Regions from separate parts of the Mus musculus genome. Here region 1 is linked to region 2. The links are chromatin contacts, called in public Hi-C maps. All regions are on one chromosome and are shown on one strand. The core of a region is the stretch at or near the end of the contact, and the rest is flanking DNA. Distances in the headings are between cores, read along the strand shown. Region 1 overlaps Pdgfc (platelet-derived growth factor, C polypeptide). Region 2 overlaps Gm36569 (a long non-coding RNA gene).

Region 1 (4,111 bases), core at 1,363-3,862, 1.2 Mb before region 2:
TCAGAGTAGCAGGAGAGCTAGGCTACATTACAGGTCAGCTGTTCCAGAGATAGTCAATGACAGTATCAAGATTCTTAATGAATGCCATACCTATCTGTTGGTATTAAGTCACTGGGGAAGATGCTAACTTAACTGCATCCTAGAGCTCAGATTCCTTTCACATTGTCTCAATGCACTGCACTTCTGTGACTCACTGACAATACTGGCCACAGTTAAACTCAACCTATTAATGTTTTAAGATGTGACATATTCTTTAACCTGCTATCAGCTCCAGTACAAAGACCTAAGTGTCACACAAACTGTGGAAATCAATTTTGGTGGCTAGGCTATCATGAGAGTAGCAGAGGGCAGTTTGTCCCCAAGCCTCAGAGGCTCCTGTATGGAATGGTTAACAAATTGATCTACAAAAAGCCGGCACCAGTCCTCAACTTTGTAATCACCTCGAAAGAAATTCATCTTTGTTTATTAATCTCTAATTGATTTAAATTCTCAAAATAAACTGCACAGAACTTTTGTTTTATCTGATTTCAACTTTTTTTTCCTACCATCAAAATTTAATATAAAAATCTCAGGGACAACTATATTCATTTTCCAATTTTTTTTGAGTATAAAGAACATTGATTAAATTAGTATAAAAAGAACAGCTCCTGTGTCTTTCATCTCTATTGAAGATAATTATTTATCAAGTAAACATACTAAATTTTGCCTTCTTATGAAAACACTAAAGGAAATCTTAAGAATGAAATGTTTGGAATACAAACAAAAAGCCAAAGCATAATGTTTAAGTTACAGAGCTCAAAACAGAAAGATGACTCTTAAATATTTTGGGCTCTGTCTTCTGAGTTGAAGGATTTACACAGTCAAGCTCCATTGGTTCACTTGGGAGTTACTCTTTATATTATTTTTTCTTTTATTCTTCAAGAGAAAAACTCTGCCTACCAACCCCAGCCCCCTCCCCGCCTCCCACCCCCACCCCCACCCCACCCCTGCACCAAAGATCATGGCCTTCAAATCACAGCTTTGTTGAGAAACCTTTTGACACTGAGTCACAGGACCCTCGCTCAAAGAGCAAAATCTAATGGACAAAATGTTTAACATGCTCAGTAAATTGGATACTTGCCAGAGAGTTGTTTTTAATACTGGAATCAGCTAAGGAATTGGTAACATCAGAAAGAATCCCAGAAGAACTTGGACCTTTGAAAGGCATCCATCAGAATTTACATCTGATGTCATAGCACACCACAGATGTGACACACTGTTTTCAAAGGGAAATGTTTCCAATACCACTGTATTGGTACCATGCTTTTCACTCTGGTATTATTCTTGCTTAAATTATTACATGCATTCATCCTGTGAAAGCAGAAAGAGGGGACAGACTCCCAGTAATACCTCTCATATGCTTTCTTCTTTAGAAATTTACCAGAAGGTAACATATATAGATATTTGCGGTACAAACGGCAGTGAATATGCGTGCTTACCAAAAGTATGTGAGTCAGTGTTTGCAAGGAGATGAAACAGGAGCCAAGAGTTTAAATAAGATGTAACGCACAACCGGCCAAGAATTACCTGTGCTTCTCTGAAGCAGTTCATGTTCAGTGGCTAATCAGCACAGGACATCTAAGTCCTTACTGAGCCCAGGCCTGCAGAGGGCCAGAGTGCAAATACTGACACACAGTTCCCATGGCAGCACAAAGCCAGGCTACCTCTCCACAAACTGTCACAGCTTCTAACTGTGGCTGACTTCAAATCTGAATATGATTCATTAATGAGTGATTCTCCATATGAAGAAAGGAAAGTAACGGGAACTAAAGGTCTGGTTTTGTGGGTCCCAAACATTGTGCTGCTTTCTACAAAGCACAAGCCTGTGCTACCTAGGCACTTATGTAAATAGCAGTGTGTTTTTAGTTTGCTTGTGACACCATAAATATTGGCATACTGAACATGTGCTTCCTGCCATGAATTCTGAACTCTCTCCCCAGGGTCTGCTTCTGTTCTGTCCACATGCCAGAGCTACAGAAGACTCTCCCATAATCTCATACGTTCAGAGCTGAGAAAATCAACTTCACTTCCAAGGAGGAAGAAGACATTTCCTTCAAGTGGCTTTAAAATAAAGAAACAAACATCAAAAACATTTACAATATTTTTGCATTCCAAAGGATAAATTAGAATTGTCAATTTCAAGACTCAAGGGCACAAAGAGAAAACTAAAACTAAGAAGAAAACACCTGAGTTGCATCTTATGTTAACTGGAAATTTCAGAAAGGGAAGAGAATCCAAAAGTTAAAGTTTTTGCAAATAGACTTTTGGTAGATCACGCTCTTCTCTGAAAAAAATCAACTGTAATGACACATTATCACAAAGTTCACAGTTTAGAAGTGTTTTTTTTTTTCCTGGAAATAATGCATTTCTGTTTTCTGGTTGAGGAAATGATATTCTAAGTAGTCATCATTATAATCTGCCCATTGGGTTCTTTGTGCATCAATTTTATTCAGTCTAAGCAGAAAGACTGAGGTCATCCTGTGGGTCCCCTTTTAGTTCCTCAAAATCAAGCCAGACAGTAGCTACATCTCTCAGTTGTGTAATAAGGCATATGACTCAAAGATCACAGATGATGGCTTAAGGATCCCAAGATCCTTAAGCCAGCAGCATAGCAGCAGGGCAGGCTGTGCTCTGTCTATATGTTATTTGTATTTTACTCAAGACCTACTATCTGAAGCACTGTGCTAACAATTATTCAAGGTTTTATTGACTGACACTTAAAACTTATGGAAGATAAGAGCCATTGATATTTCAAAACCACAATTACAAGTGGTGACTATTGGGAACTTTTGAGAACAGCAGACTGAGAAATAAGAAAGGCTTTTAGCACAGCCCCAGGAAAAATGGCCCTTAATGCTTGTAGGTTTTGAAGATGTGTGAAGAACGTCAGTCACAAGGGCTAACTAAATGGGCCATATTGTCAGCAGCTGGCAACTAAACTGGGGTTTGTACTCTGTCCAGCTCCCGTCTCTCTGTGGACAATCACTCTGATAGATCGATCTTCTTGCTAACAAAAAAAAAAAAAAACAAACGTATGTTAAGGAAATCTAACTTTAAAAAGCAGCATCATATACACAAAAAGATAACCCTGGGAGGTTATGAATGGGCTAGCTGCTGTGTGGTAGTGATTTTTCCAGTAAACACACATAGCAAAACATTGAATTGAATATAGCAAATACACTGATTTTTTTAAATTTATCAACTACATCTGATAAAATTGTGGAAAATAGAGGATGCTAAACTGATGTCATGAAATATTAAGTATATATTTTAAGACTGAATCAGATTAGGAACCTAATCTAAATCTAAAGGCTGGAAACCTTCAATAGCTTATTAGGGCCAATAGCATCCACATATGTCCTATTGACTGTCGTGATATGTCAACTATAGCCCTTCATAATTAAAACATAGCTTTTCAGTCCTATTTTTTTCTGTAGACATATCAAGGACCCTATCCTTTCTGGCCCTCCAGTAAGAAGCAGTCTGGGGCAGACATGAAGAGAACTATTCATAGTACATCAGGGCCAGTGATTTGGACTCTCCCGCTCAAGCCTGGCAACAGAAGTTTGGTCCTCAAAACTTAAATCAATTCTCCTGCCTCAGCATCCCTAGTGCTAGGATTATAGGCATATGCTATCACCATAATGTCTGGCCTTCAAAACCCATGCAAAGATGAAAGAAGATAACTGACTACACAAAGTTGTCTTCTAATCTCGACACGTGCGTGCACACACAGTTTACACAACAACAAAAATGAGCAACACATGACAATGAGCTAGAAAATCAAGATCAGGAAGAATGCACAGTCCCTAGCATTTCTTGATGCATAACAAGTATGGAAGCCAAAATGTTGACCATTGTTATGTATGAAACTTGCCCCTCCCCTCTGCCTATCTTCTAAGTCCTAAAAAACCATGCCACCTTTATAACAAGACATTGCCTCCTCTCTCTCCCTCCGCTCTGGGACCACACTGACAGGTTTCTGTTGTAAACCGCAAGATCCAGCACCCTTACTGAACCATTCTCTTATAACCTCTCGTCTCACTGAAATATTCACAGTTGTGTTCCCAAA
Region 2 (4,161 bases), core at 559-3,058:
CTCTGGAGTGGAGGCCGTGCTTTGATAGGAGCTTCATGCTCTCAGCACCTGAGCAGAAGGCACTGCTGTTAGTGAGCTGTGGGGACAATGGCAGCACCTGCAGGTCAGAATAAATGATGCAGCACTAGATGCTGATTGGTTTGTTTGAGACAATGTAGAACTGACTCATAGGAAGGCTTACCGAGGACCAGGCTCTAAACTGAGGCCCATCTTCATGAACGATTCAGTTCGACCTCTTTAGCATATAGGATGAATATATGCATATGATACAGAATATTTCAGTTGACCTCTTTAGCATATAGAATGAATATATATATATGATATAGAATATACCTATATAACAGCCATAATGAGAAAAGCCCCCTCAAGTCACCAGAGAAGGGGTCCTGAATCCCTGAAACTGGCAAGAAGCAATGAGCTAAAAGATGAGACGAAGCCAGGTCACCATCGGGGCTGGAATGGGGCCAGTAAGCAGACCAGTGAAGCAGAAAGGGCAGCAGTGAGGCGGTAAGGATGGGAGTCAGGGTCCTGGTGAGTGGTTTATCTTGCAGTATCTTTCTGTTAGTGATATTTTAAAGTGAGTAAGCAAAATAACTTCTTTTTAAAATTATGTTTGTTTAGTTTGCAATCATGGTCCTATCAAAGGGGAAGAGGGAAGATGAGGAGAGAGAGAGAATCCCAGACATTGTGAATCACGTCCATAATCTCAGCACTGACAACTGTTGTGATTTTTAAAGTCAGCCTAGGCTAAACAGTGGGTTCTAGGACAGCTAGACTGTCTCAAAATGCTACCCATCACCACCTCACTCCATCCCCACCAAATCTCTCTCCTGTATCCTAACCGTATCTATCCAGTCTCAAGACTTTCCAATAGCACAGCCTAGGAAAGTCAGGTCAATACTATCAATGCCGTCATCTCCACATACCACCAAGTTTGGAAATGTCATTTCTGTCAAAATATGTCCAGGCTTCCTAACACTGAATACTGCTATGACAAAGTCAGACTATAGAGCCCATTTTTTTTTTGACTCACTAGTATTCAAAGTTATCAGTCTTACCTGTAGAGCCCTTGATGGAGTTGTGTTTCCCATTTTCTTCATCCTGGGCTCATTTCCAAGTGACTGGGAGTTCATGTTGTACTTTTTGTAATTCAGACAGAATAAACTGCTCTCCCTCTCCCTGGCTCCTAGTTATCTATACTGCCTATGCCATCCTTGCCCAGCTCCATGGCCTTCCCCAGGCCTAGCCTTGCTTTCTCCCCTATTCTTGTTTTGACAAACCTGTTCCTTGCCCTAGAAGAACCATGCTTGCATGCCTGATGGGGATCATCATTTAAAAAAAAAATAAACCAGCATTGGAGTATGGCTTTCAGTGGCAGGGATGTGAAGACCAGGAGTTAAAGGCCACCTGGAACTACATAAGAAGACTCTAACTAAAAAATAATAATAATATTACAAACAAATAAAAGCAGACTGTAAAGGAGTCGATAATGAAAGCTAGAAAACAACTTTGTGCCAAGAAAATAATTCAGACTCACATAAGAGCTTGTCCCAGGGAGGTCACCATAAAATTGATAAAGCTAAGACACATGGTGACTGACATAGCTTAAAAGTCAAGGTAGGAGGAGAGGAGGTCAAGGGTAGAGAGCTTAGTCTGAACAATGACTTCAACGTGCACAGGGTATTTCAAAAAACTAGTATTGTGCCAAGCTCGATTCCAAAGCACAATTCCCTCCCTCCCCCAGTAGCACGACACGCCAAGTCCACAGATGAGGAACTGAACGCACAGTTCCTGTTAACGACTTGGGCAACGTTCCTTGCTGTGGTCATTAACTAGGAGGGCACTTACACAGAAGTGGGGAGGTTTAGGAGCAGTGTTCAGAGCTTAGCTTTAGACATTTTAAAGTCTGGAGACTAGTCATTACCCACCATGCCAGGCCCACCCCTCCTGCTAGCCAGTATCTGTCCAGAGAAATGCCATGCAGGGCTTTTACCAATCTGGCACTTGGGCCTCTGTAAATTAGTTCTCCACCAGAGCTAGGATCCAAAGGAAAAATGGCCATTTGCCAAGTCTATTCTGATTTCTGTAGTGTAAATATCTATACTATTTCCCATTTCAAAGCACTGATTGATTTTGATCAATGAGGGGATTGCTGCGTGTTCTCCATCCATGCTGGGCTGTACCACTCGCTGACTCGGGCATTTAGAATAACTTAAAAGTCCCAGCAAATATCCAGCTATGAAAATTCAAGGCTGCCAAGTGGGAAGGAGAATTTATGGTTGTTGCTGTGCCCAAAGTAGTTATGAAAATAATTTAGACTTGGACTGGAGATTGCATTATAGATTATAAAGAATAAACAGATTAAATTCAAGGATGTGGACCAACAGGGGCTGGGGTAGCAGCTGATTCTCAGCTCTGACAGAGGGTGGAGGTGCAGACAACTGTGTCATAAATCTCAAGATTTCAAAGACAGACTAATCCATCAGAAGAAGCCCCGGAAGTAGGTGGAAGAAGAAATGCAGGCATGATCAAAAGAGGTGTCAGAGGTCTCCAGTGGGAGGCAACATCCGTGTCCTTGTGTCCTGCATTTTTTCAAGTAAATCCTCTAAGCCACCAACTGCAGAACTCTAGTGGGCAATTAAAATAACTCTCTCAAACAAAAAGTCCAGTGGCCAGATGTGGAATATCCCATCTTCCAGATGATCAGGAGGGTTCCAGACATACGAAAAACCAAAAAGCAAGAAACAAACAAAAATAATAACAAAAGCAGGCTATTGCCATTGTTCTTAGTAGCCCACAAGAACTTGGTGGTAAGTCTCTATTGCTGGAGACTTCACACACTTTCGTCACAGCTTGTGGTGAAACAAATTGGTACTGACCTGGAGGCTTATGATTGACTAGAGTTTTCAGTGCTGAAAGATGCGATGCAGGCTGCTGAGGGAGAAAAGTCACCAACAATTTTGCACTGCTGTGAACCCTGAGAGCTACAGTAACAACCAGCCTGGCAAGAGATGCTTACTGGAGTGATAGTGCCATGAATAGTATTGGGATAACCAGACACTTTCTGATCAGACTAAGGCCTGTCCCAGAGGAATGAATGAAAATCTCTACTGCAAAACTTGCCAAAACCCCATCACTGGGGAGGTTATAGAGAGAACCTGTTACTATTATTCTGCTAAATAGGCAGAATATCAGATGATCTTATAAATCCTTAGCCTTGTGCCCTTAGATTAAAACAGCTCTCAGCCTCATCAGAGAGTCTCTTTTTGCAATGGGCATCAATTAACAGAGAGACTCAAAACTGGAGAAAGTAAAAAGAAGAAGTGCCTGTAGAGTAGTCAACCCTAAATAAGACATCTGTGTCACACCCTGGCCTGACCCTGACAAGGGTTAGGAGCGTTATAAAATAGAGTAGATATATATTTAGAGCCAGAAGTGAGAGGGAGAACTGCCGTGACATAAGGAGTTCTTCACACAACAGGAAAGTTGCACTCATGAACAGACAGGTCTACATGCACTAGACCTGCATACAATCAAGCCTGCCAGTATTTCCTCGGAGATGAGACAGGGCTCTAAGAGAACCCACCCACTACTATAGTATATATTGGCAATCTGAGGTCTCTCATGATCCATTAGATATTCGAATCCCATGCACACTGGGCAGCACTAATTGAACACAATGTCTCAAGAAAAAGAGGAGAAAGGAAAGAAGGAAGATGACACGAGGTTGCAAGGGGAATAAGGGGAGGTGTTCCCGGGGAGTTAAGGGTGGGAAGGTAAGAGGTGGGTTTGATCAAAATACGTTGTATATGTATGTGAAATCCTTGAGGAATAACTTTTTAAACTCTTTTTCAGTATCGTATGACTGAATGGGTACAGAAAACAGGAGCTCTTTAAACCTACACCTGTGGTATATGTATCACTCACAAATATCAAAGGAAAACAAGAGATCAAGGTATCTTAAGAATATGTAATGTGTATATCCACTTAAGAATAAGTAGAGCTGAATGTCTGGATGGCAATGGATGAAAGGGACATACAATGATGACATGGCCCTAGAGAAAGGGTCCGTAGGTGAGAACTAATGCAGAGACCTGAGAGTTCAAAGGCAAGCTAAGCATGACAGGCAAGCATTCAGAGTCCCACACCACCACTGAGAAG

The links. A called contact is a pair of places that touch in the nucleus more often than the background predicts.
Region 1: a Hi-C map of bone marrow-derived macrophages shows a contact between it and region 2, with 4 times the contacts expected there. The contact joins two enhancer-like sites. A contact is called at or near these places in 15 of 39 promoter capture datasets (the 3T3-L1 cell line, 3T3-L1-derived adipocytes, the C10 cell line and 9 more), 1 of 15 datasets of contacts at CTCF or cohesin (large pre-B cells), 4 of 484 Hi-C or Micro-C datasets (the AML12 cell line, bone marrow-derived macrophages, embryonic fibroblasts and 1 more), 9 of 115 datasets of contacts at active chromatin or transcription factors (the NIH/3T3 cell line, bone marrow-derived macrophages, cardiomyocytes and 5 more) and 1 of 9 other capture datasets (adipose tissue).

What each region holds. Positions count from the first base shown.
Region 1 is chr3:81,050,157-81,054,267 of GRCm38.p6, reverse strand. All of the region lies in intron 1 of Pdgfc (platelet-derived growth factor, C polypeptide), which reads right to left. Among named protein-coding and RNA genes, the nearest start is that of Pdgfc, 16 kb to the right of the region's middle. Within about 2 kb of position 2,612, at least 35 of the 459 cell types and tissues checked have an H3K27ac peak or open chromatin away from gene starts, as enhancers often do. A contact at or near this core is called in adipose tissue and bone marrow-derived macrophages, where this site is marked.
Region 2 is chr3:79,862,613-79,866,773 of GRCm38.p6, reverse strand. Gm36569 (a long non-coding RNA gene) reads left to right here. Exons shown (of 3, transcript XR_375740.1): 2 at 3,856-3,955. Among named protein-coding and RNA genes, the nearest start is that of Gm40073, 12 kb to the right of the region's middle. Within about 2 kb of position 1,808, at least 23 of the 459 cell types and tissues checked have an H3K27ac peak or open chromatin away from gene starts, as enhancers often do. A contact at or near this core is called in adipose tissue and bone marrow-derived macrophages, where this site is marked.